3 separate regions of the Sus scrofa genome follow, and all the other regions are linked to region 3. The links are chromatin contacts, called in public Hi-C and HiChIP or PLAC-seq maps. All regions are on one chromosome and are shown on one strand. The core of a region is the stretch at or near the end of the contact, and the rest is flanking DNA. Distances in the headings are between cores, read along the strand shown.

What was found. A called contact is a pair of places that touch in the nucleus more often than the background predicts. HiChIP or PLAC-seq counts read pairs in DNA pulled down with a chosen protein or histone mark.
Region 1: a Hi-C map of liver shows a contact between it and region 3, with 6 times the contacts expected there. The contact joins the promoter of BCL2 here to the promoter of ZCCHC2 in region 3. A contact is called at or near these places in 2 of 47 Hi-C or Micro-C datasets (fibroblasts and liver) and 1 of 2 datasets of contacts at active chromatin or transcription factors (skeletal muscle).
Region 2: a contact with region 3 is called in an H3K27ac HiChIP or PLAC-seq map of skeletal muscle, with 3 times the contacts expected there. The contact joins the promoter of KDSR here to the promoter of ZCCHC2 in region 3. A contact is called at or near these places in 1 of 5 promoter capture datasets (fetal liver), 1 of 47 Hi-C or Micro-C datasets (heart right ventricle) and 1 of 2 datasets of contacts at active chromatin or transcription factors (skeletal muscle).

Annotation. Positions count from the first base shown.
Region 1 is chr1:158,335,817-158,338,879 of Sscrofa11.1, reverse strand. It overlaps BCL2 (apoptosis regulator Bcl-2), which reads right to left and starts at 1,477. Exons shown (of 2, transcript XM_021099593.1): 1 at 1-1,477. The coding sequence starts at 135.
Region 2 is chr1:158,286,549-158,289,885 of Sscrofa11.1, reverse strand. KDSR (3-ketodihydrosphingosine reductase) reads right to left here and starts at 1,342. Exons shown (of 10, transcript XM_001925913.6): 1 at 1,002-1,342. The coding sequence starts at 1,109.
Region 3 is chr1:159,020,713-159,023,765 of Sscrofa11.1, reverse strand. It overlaps ZCCHC2 (zinc finger CCHC domain-containing protein 2), which reads left to right and starts at 1,623. Exons shown (of 14, transcript XM_021099630.1): 1 at 1,623-2,635. The coding sequence starts at 1,694.

The DNA of each region.
Region 1 (3,063 bases), core at 228-2,727, 680 kb after region 3:
TGCGGGAGCGGCCCCCGGGGACGCGGCGCCCGCGTCTCCGGCATCCCACTCGTAGCCCCTCTGCGACAGCTTATAGTGGATGTACTTCATCACTATTTCCCGGTTATCATACCCTGTTCTCCCAGCGTGCGCCATCCTTTCCCAGAGGAAAAGCAGCCGGGTACCAACAGCACCTCTCGCCCCCGCTTCCCACCCCACGGCCCCGAAAGAGAGAATAGTTATAATCCAGCTATTTTATTGGATGTGCTTTGCATTCTTGGTTGAGGGGGTGTCTTCAGTCACGCGGAACACTTGATTCTGGTGTTTCCCTCTTGGCATGAGATGCAGGAAATTTTTATTTAAATTCCTTTCGGATCTTTAGTTCATGAGGCACATTATTAATTATTGTTAATATCAGTCTACTTCCCCCGTGATGCTGAAAGGTTAAAAAAACTAATCAGTCAAAATCAGGTGCATTTCCCTTTATACACTGGGTGAAAGCAGGGCTTAACACACTACAAGTTACACAGCTGAAAAGAATGTATTAAACTGCCTGGAAATTAAACTTACTCGAATGCACTTAAAAGTTAAAATCTCAAATGTTTCCATTGAAAGTTACATTAAGCCAATTTTCTGTGCAAAGAACTTACTTGTATTTTTTAAGGACAGCATGATCCTCTGTCAAGTTTCCTTTTTGTGAAAACAAAACAAATGCATAAGGCAAAGATTCCATCAATCTTCAGAACTCTCCAGTTATAGCTGCTTTGAAACTTCCAAATGAATCAGGAGCTGGGGGAGGAGGTGTAAAAATTAGGAGAATTTCCAGTTTGATTCCCAGACTTCTCCTTTACAGAAATGTCAATCCGTAGGAATCCCAACCAGAGATCTCAAGAGCACGAGAAAAGAAAGGCAGCGGCGGCGGCAGATGAATTACAATTTTCAGTCCGGGATTTGCAGAAGTCCTGTGATTTTTCCCCTCTCGGCAATTTACACACGCACACACACGCGCGGGCACGGACATGGATTTCTATCCGCGGGGCCGCTTCACGCCTCCACGGGAGAGAGACAGGGACCGGGGGCCGGTGGACGAGCCGGGGACGGGGACAGGAATCCTCTTCTGATTAAACTCCGAACGGCAAATGCATTTTCCGAAAAGCTGCTTGATAAATGAAGGCTGGACGCACCCGGCCCGCCGGTGCCGAGCGCGAGAAGCCCGCGCTGTGTGTGGTGCGGCGAGGGGTGGGGAGAAGGAGGTGGTGGGGGAGGGTTTTATTTTTTCCCTCTTTTCCTAAAAAGGATGACTGCTACGAAGTTCTCCCCCCTGGACCCCCTCTTCCGCTGCACCCCACCGGCGCACCCCGCCTCCGGGCTGCGCACCCTTTCTCCTCCTCCTGCTCCTGCGCGGCAGAGCTGGCTGCGCCCGCCTCCCCCGCGCTCCCGCTCAGGGCGATGACGGCCGCGCCGGCGGGGAGGGCTCGGCTCCCGGCACCTTCGCTGGCAGCGGCGGCGGCGGCGGCGGCGGCGGCAGCGGCGGCGGCTCGGCGGGGAAACCGAGCTTGGCGGGCGGGAGCCCGGCGGGCGGGGGCCAGCGCAGGGAGGAAGGGGGCGGGCGCGGGGCCGGGGGGGCTGGCCTCTTACTTCATTCTCCTCTAACCGACTGGTTTCCTGTATGTACGTCACACTGTTCATTCAAAAAAAGAAGAAAGAAAGAGCCCTCCTCGGAGCCGCCCCACCGCCCCCTCCGCCCCCTCCGCCCCGCTCCCCTTCCCTGGGTTAAAGGAGCCGCGGCCGGCTCTGGAGCGGCGCGCCCCGCGGGGACACATGGCGCGCAGGGCCGCGGCCGGGGAGGGCGAGCCCGGGACAGCCCCCGCCCGCCCGCTCGCTCAGCCTGCCCGCTGGGCCCAGCCGGTGGGTGGCGCGGGCGGCGCAGGCCTCCCGCGCGGCCGCGGCGCGGTGGGTGTGCGCGGGGCCTCTTCGGGCCTTCGGAGGGCCCGGCGAGCGGCCAGGGCCGCCGGGGGAACCGCACGCGGCCGGATGGGTGGCTGCTAGGGGACGGGGGTGGGCGCCAAGAAAACAAGCGCCAGTAATCACTTCGGCCCTAACCGCGCGCGCGCTCCCGTGTGTGTGTGTGTGTGTGTGTGTGTGTGTGTGTGTACACACAAGCCCTTGTGTGTGTGTACACACAGCAGCCCCTGTGTGTGTACACACCAGCGCTTGGCAGATGCTGACCGAAGCAAAGAGACCTCAGCGCTGCCCTCCGAACGGAGGCGACGCTGCTGCACATTCATCAGCGAGGGAAGCCCCAAGCGTGTGTTTACTTTCAAGTTGCTTCCTAGGTGTCCACGCAGAGAATACACTTCGGTGACACCATCCATGACCAAAGCCAGACATAGCTCTCAGTGGCCCGGCAGAGGGATTAGTGGGGTATATACCAAGGGCTTTCAAGTGGTTAAGTCAATGTTTTTCCTCTACTAACAGTCTGGGCACTGGGTTAGGGGCTGCCCGCCACGCTACCGTGGGAGGCTACAGGGCTACCTTAAGGCCCCAAGCCCCCAAACCAGGGTAAGTGGGTCCACGGCCACCTAGCAGCCAATCTAGATAGCTGCACCTTCTCGAGTTATTTATACACAAACACAGACTCGCACACGCACTATATACACATTTTTTTTTATTCACAAGCATGAACAGCCCCCAGGAGAAAGGCACAAAGAGCAAACAAGTGGCATGTGTTTATTTTTATCTCTAAGAGTCTTTGACAAATAAAGCACCAAGAAAAATTTACAAATAGCAGGGTAGCTTACCTAATAGAACTCAAGAACAAACATATAGGGATACTGGATTGTTGTGATCATAGAAACATGACACGTGAGTACTGCCACAAGTACAAATATGTTCTCACACTACCTTTATTTTGTCTCATTCCTAATCTAAAATCAAAGCATTCATTCTTTGGCAAAATAAGCACAGCAAATTATTTTCCTTTCTTCACCCATCAAAGCCAATCAGCTAACAATGCCAAGCCTCTTGCATATAGGAATGGATGTCTGGTACAAATGTCTTATCCTGGCAAGAGAGAATGAATGA
Region 2 (3,337 bases), core at 93-2,592, 730 kb after region 3:
CATCTCACTGAGTGGGGAGGCTCAGATCTCAGTGAGACACCAGAAGGATTTGCGCTACCAGCTTAGTAGCTAACTTTCCTTATTCATAACCTCCCGCTTCACTGTGCCTCGGGCTTGTGAAAAACAAATGAGAAAACGGACAATAAACCCACTACTAATGGTGACATGCTGGGCTCAGGTAAGAAGGATTCTTCCTGTTGAAGGGACCCCAGCGGCAGAAAAGGAATCTTTGAAGACACGAGCGTCCGTTAAGCAACAAACCAAACCTACCCACATCCCCTTCATTTCTAAAGCATCAGTCAAGTACTTCAGTTCATCCCACTGACTCTGAAACGACGGCCGGGCTGAGCTCAAAAGAGACAAGCAGTGTAGAAGGGACAGAAAGCGTCCAACACAGGTAGCCAACACTGCCAGCCCACCGGGTTTGGAACAATTTCCCCCCTAAGTGAGTCATTTCCTGGATTCCTTTGGCAACTGTCACTCGCGCAGGCCATCTTCCAGGTGCGAGCTGCCTCGGTGAGTCCTGGATGATGGGGCCCCCTTCCCTGCCGCCCGCCTCCTCGCAACCCGGCCCAGACAGCGCGCCTCGCCCGAAGCCGCCACCGACTGCGGTGTCCTTGGCAAAGTTTCTCAACCTCTCTGTTCTTCAGTTGACTCATCGGGAAACCCGAGGACAAAAATATCCAGATCCCAGGGATGCTCCGGGGATTAACGAGCGTCTCCCGAGCCCCTGAAGCGCCGGGACCCGGCTCGCCGGCTCTATCCCTGCTAACCTGCTCTCCCGCCCCGGGAGGAGCCAGATGCGACGGAGGGCGGGTCCCCAAGGCCCTCCGAGGGGGCAGTGCTGGGGCAGACGGAGGCAGGTGTCCCTCCATTTGGAGAAAGGGACGTCGCCTTCTCCCCACCCCCACCCCCCGCCCCCGGCCTGAATCACGGTCCGGCGCGTTCCGGGTGGCCGAGCGGGCCGGGAGGCGGCGGCGCAGCAACAGGAGGCCACTCACCACCACATGAGCTCCGGGCAGGGCGAGGGGCTTGGGGCTGATGAGCGGAGACACCATGTAGAGCAGCAGCACGAACGCCACGAGGAAGGCGGCAGCCAGCAGCAGCATCGCTCTGCCGGGGCCCGGACCGGGGCCGGGGCCGGGGCCAGGGCCGGGGCCGGGGGCGGGCGGCACTAGCAAGAGCGCGGGGCTCGGCCGCGCCGGCGATCACGCGCGGCGGCGCGCAGCCGGAGCCGGTGTTTGGGTCCGCGGCGTGGGGCGGGGCGGCGGCCGGAGGGGAAGAGGCGGAGCTAGCGGAGGGCGCCACCGCGCGGGGCGGTGCTTCCACTCGCAAAGAGGCTGTGGCTGCTGTCCTATCGCGCCGAGGGTGTGGGGGCCCCGAGCCTCCTCGGTGTCTGTACAGGCACCCGCACCCTCCCCGGGGTAGATGGGCCTACCCCCAGCGCGCTCTGGACAGGCCCTGGGTGGCGCACCTGGGGCGCCTATTGGTGACGCTCTCGTATGGTAGCGAGGTTGCTCCTTAGGACCGTGGAGAGCCAGCGCCAGACCTTCCCAAACCCGGCGACGAGTTCGGGCCGCTTGGCTCCTGGGCTTCCGCCGCCGCTCTGGGAGCCGCCCTCCCCGGGCCGGAGGGAGTGTCTCAGAGTTTCCTAAACACCGGCCGTGGGATCCCCAAATCTCGTTGCCTCAAGGGCGGCCCGGGATCAAGCTCTGAAACCTCCGGCTCCATTTCATATTTTCTTGGCGCATTTAGAAAATGGTCACAGCAGAGGACCAAGAAAGCATTAAAAATCGCTTAGAGGATTCAGTTTCGTTGTGCTCAGAGTTCATCTTCTTTACCAAGACAAGGTTAAAAAAAAAAAAAAAAAGCTTTATTGAGATCTAATTTGCATACCATACAATTCACCTTTTTGAAGTGCATAGTAAATGGGTTTTGGTATCGTCAGAGTTGTGCAACTGTCCCCACCATCAATTTTAGAACATTAAGTTACCCCCTCCCCACAAATTCTGTACCCTTTAACAGTTTCCCGCATTTCCTTCTAACCCACACCGAGCCCTAGGTAATCACTAATACTTCTCTCTCTATAGATTTGCCTCTTCTGAATATTTCTTATAAGTGCAAATATAGCATGTGTAGACTTTTGTGTCTGGCTGTTTTCACTTAGCATAATATTTTGAAGGTTCATTCATGCGGTACAATGTATCAGTACTTCATGTTTTTTATGACTAAATTACATTCCATGTGTGGACATAACACATTTCATTTATCCTAAATGATGGACATTTAAGTTGTTTCCACTTTTTGGCTATTATGAATAATGCTGCTGTGAACAGTCATGTACAAGTTTTTCATTTCTCTTGGGGGTGGAATTGCTGGATCTTCTAGTAACTGTTTAATCAGAACTGTCAGACTGTTTTTTCAAAGCCACTACACGATTTTACAATTTCCACCAATGATGTATAAGGTTTCCAGTGTCTCCAAGTCTTCACCAATACTTGTTATCATGTGTCTTTTTAAATTATAGCCTCCCCCCAAGAGGGTGTGAAGTGACATTTCACTATTGTTTTGATTTGTGTAGGCTTTTGCTTGCTTGCTTTGTTTTTGCTTTTTTTTAATTTTTAATTTTTAATTTATTTTTATTTTTTTGTCTTTTGTCTTTTTAGGGCCGCACCTGTGGCATGTGGAGGTTCCCAGGCTAGGAGTTGAATCAGAGCTGTAGCTGCCAGCCTACACCACAGCCACAGCAAAGTGGAGTCTGAACCGCATCGGTGACCTACACCACAGCTCACAGCAACACCTGATCCTTAACCCACTGAGCGAGGCCAGGGATCGAACCCGAAACCTCATGGTTCCTAGTCGGATTCGAAACCACTGAGCCATGGCAGAAACTCCTGTTTTTGCTTTTTGAAGTTATTTTTAGAAATACTAAGGAGCTTTGGAACAAAAGAATTGAATCTGATCTGAGTTTTTCTTCTTAACATATTGCCCAGAATTAGCCAAATTGCAAGATTCAAGGGCGCTGTCCCCAGGTCTTTTGACATCAATTGCAAGTTGGGGGAGGGGCTCCCAAGCCAACCTCAGATTTGATCATTGCTGGAAGGACTCACCCAGCTTACTGAGGGTGGTTATACCCACGGTTATGGTTTAGGAGTGTCAGCCAAGGGACGAAGTGCATAGGGCAAAGTCTGAAGAGTTCCAGATGTGACTCTCCCAGCACTGGGGTATGACAGTGATGCAGGCGTCTCATACCCCTGAAAGAAAAGTTATAGTCCTTATGCTTCCTTTTGAAATGTATATTTTAAAATTGAACAGCTTAGAGTCCTTCCTTGTCCTT
Region 3 (3,053 bases), core at 374-2,873:
TTGAGGTTTGTAATAATAAAAAGGACTGTAATAATAAAAGTCCTTAGAAAGTCTTCTCCTCATTGTAATATTTCTACATTACACCCAAAGAACACAAGAAAATAGCAAATTACAAGATAGAATGGCTTTCATATATTTTACTAATCTAAAGTGTATTGAAAACAATTGTCTCCGTTTTATTGCAGGGTTCAATTGAGACTTTAGGCTTCAATTCAGCCTTTTAGTATAAAATTAGCTTCTTAGGGCAGAAAACTGTGAGGTGAAGAGGGCTCAGCTTATGGTCTCCCAACAGATGTTCAAAATTTTTCAGAAAGATTTTTTTTTTTGTTTTTTAACATATTCCTACGATATAGCTGTAGCAGGGCTTCGCACCGGCACCAAATTCAAAATGTTAGCGTTAGGCATAGAAATGTTACGTAGCAAATAAAATAATTTCCAAAAGATGGTGGCTTTGGGGGGGCTTTTGCTAACAACTGTCGTGGAAATTTCCAAAGAGCGTTAAAGACCAGAAGCAACCGTTAAGCCAGGGGCGTCCTTACCACTGCGTCTCCCCTCGGCCCAGAGCCCGTGGATCTCCCTCAGGTCGGGTTGGGTCGCCTCTGCGCCCGGAAGATTGCATGGTGCAGCCTGCACTTCGCCTGGGCACCCTCCTGCTTTCGAGGCGTCCGGGCCCCTCAACCACAGCCACAAGCCAGCCTCCCGACCCAGCTCCCCGATCCTCAACCCAGAGAGTCAACCCAGAGATCCCGGTAAAGTTGTGGTGGGAATATCCCATTGCTGACTTCCAGACAGTCGGCAGGGCGGTGCACCGAAGGAGCTCAGGTTAGCGCGCTCCCCCCAGGGGAAGCTTCGCTCCCGGGACGCGTACCATGCGGCCGCGAAGGGAACCCAGCGGCGCTGTGGGGCGGTGGCCCACGCGAAGAGGAAGGCAGAACAGGACAGTCAGTAGTCAAAAGCTGTGTTCAGGCCCTTGGAAAAGGGGCAGTTCCCCACTTCCCTCCGCACACGCGGGTCTCAGCAGCGCCTTGCCGCGCTCTAGCACACCTAGCCATCTCCTACAGTCCTACCGCGTCCTTCCCCACCCCAGCCCGCGGTCAGCCACCACACATTAGGACCGCGCGGAAACCGCCGAAAGGGAAGGCGGCTGGAGGGCAGTTGGGCGTGGCTTATCGAAGAGAGGCGTGCCCGAGGGGGTGGGGACACTACGCAACCATCGGTTCTGGCTGTTGATTGGCTGAAGTGACTGAGAGGAGCCCGCAAGCGTCTCCGCCCCGCCCGGGCTGCTCCTCCTCTTCTCCAGCGGCTTGGTCCGCACAGGCTCGCGAGGGAACCGCTCAGGCGCCGCCGCCCCAGCCCAGTGCGGACGACGGAAGAGAGGGAGGCGGAAGGAGGACACGCTCGCTCGCTTGCTCCCACCCGCACCCGGGCTCCTAGAGCCGGCGCGGAGCCCAGAGGGAGGAGCCGCGGCGGGCACGCCCCGCCTCCGGCCCGGGAAGACGACGCCAGCGACCTCGCCGGCCGGCCACCGCCCCCCTTGCCGGCCGAGACCCGCCCCCGGCCCCGGCCCCGGCCCTCCCCCGGCGGCATGGAGGGGCCCAGCTCCTGACTGCCGCGCCGCCGCCTCGGCCCCCGTCCCTCCTCCCGGCCCCTCCCTCCCGCCCCCGCTCGCATGTCCGCGCCGCCTTAGCCGAGGATGCTGAGGATGAAGCTGCCGCTGAAGCCGACGCACCCCGCGGAGCCGCCACCCGAGGCGGAGGAGCCCGAGGCGGACGCGCGGTTGTCCGCGAAGGCGCCACCGCGCCGCCGCCGAGACTGCCGCCCCCCGCCGCCGCCGCCGCCGCCGCCGCCCTCGGGCCAGCTGCGGGGCCCCCAGCCGCCGCCGCCGCCTGGGGGGCTCGGGCCGCCTGTTGCTGGGGGAGCGGCGGCGGGGGCGGGCATGCCGGGCGGCGGCGGCGGCCCCACGGCGGCGCTGCGGGAGCAGGAGCGGGTGTACGAGTGGTTCGGGCTGGTGCTGGGCTCCGCGCAGCGCCTGGAGTTCATGTGCGGACTACTGGACCTGTGTAACCCGTTGGAACTGCGCTTTCTCGGCTCGTGCTTGGAGGACCTGGCGCGCAAGGACTACCACTACCTGCGCGACTCGGAGGCCAAGGCCAACGGCCTCTCGGACCCCGGGCCGCTGGCCGACTTCCGAGAGCCGGCCGTGCGCTCGCGCCTCATCGTCTACTTGGCGCTGCTGGGCTCAGAGAACCGTGAGGCCGCCGGCCGCCTGCACCGTCTCCTGCCCCAGGTGGACTCTGTGCTCAAAAGCCTGCGCGCGGCCCGGGGCGAGGGCTCGCGAGGTGGCGCGGAGGACAAGCCCGGCGAGGACTGCAACGGCGAGGAGGACGCGGAGAAGGACGGCTCCGGCCCGGAAGGCAGCGGCGCCGAGCCCCGGCGCGGCAGCGGGCTGGGCTTCAGGGCCCAGGAGGAACTGCTGCTGCTCTTCACCATGGCCTCCCTGCACCCGGCGTTCTCCTTCCACCAGCGGGTCACCCTGAGGGAGCACCTGGAGAGGCTCCGCGCCGCGCTCCGCGGGGGCCCCGAGGACGGGGGAGTGGAGGCGGAGTCGTGTAACTTTGCCGGCCCCCGGGCCCAGGTAAGGCGTGCCAGCCCTCTGCGCCCGCAGTGTGGTCACCGCCTCGGCGACCTGCCCTGCCCGGCTTTCGGACTCCCGGTGGCCGAGCCTCACCCCACGCAGGTGGCTCGGAATCCCCTTGCCACGGCTCCCCGCCCAGTTGTACTAGCCTTCGTTAGTCTGGACCGCTCATTTCCACTGCTCCCCCCACCCCCGCTGCACACAGAGGCACCCGCCATAACAGAATGCTCTAGAAGTCTCTTCCGTGCCGGAGTTACCACGGAAAACATAGAGCACTCAGCCCGATCCCGCTCTCAGATGAAGAGTCTTGGGACTTTTTGACTTTGAGCATCTCTAGGTGCTGGGAAAGGCGAAGCGCTAGTGGAGCCCGTGTGTCGGCCGCAGTCTCGCCTCGGGCTGAGCCTTCCCTTTCTTGCCG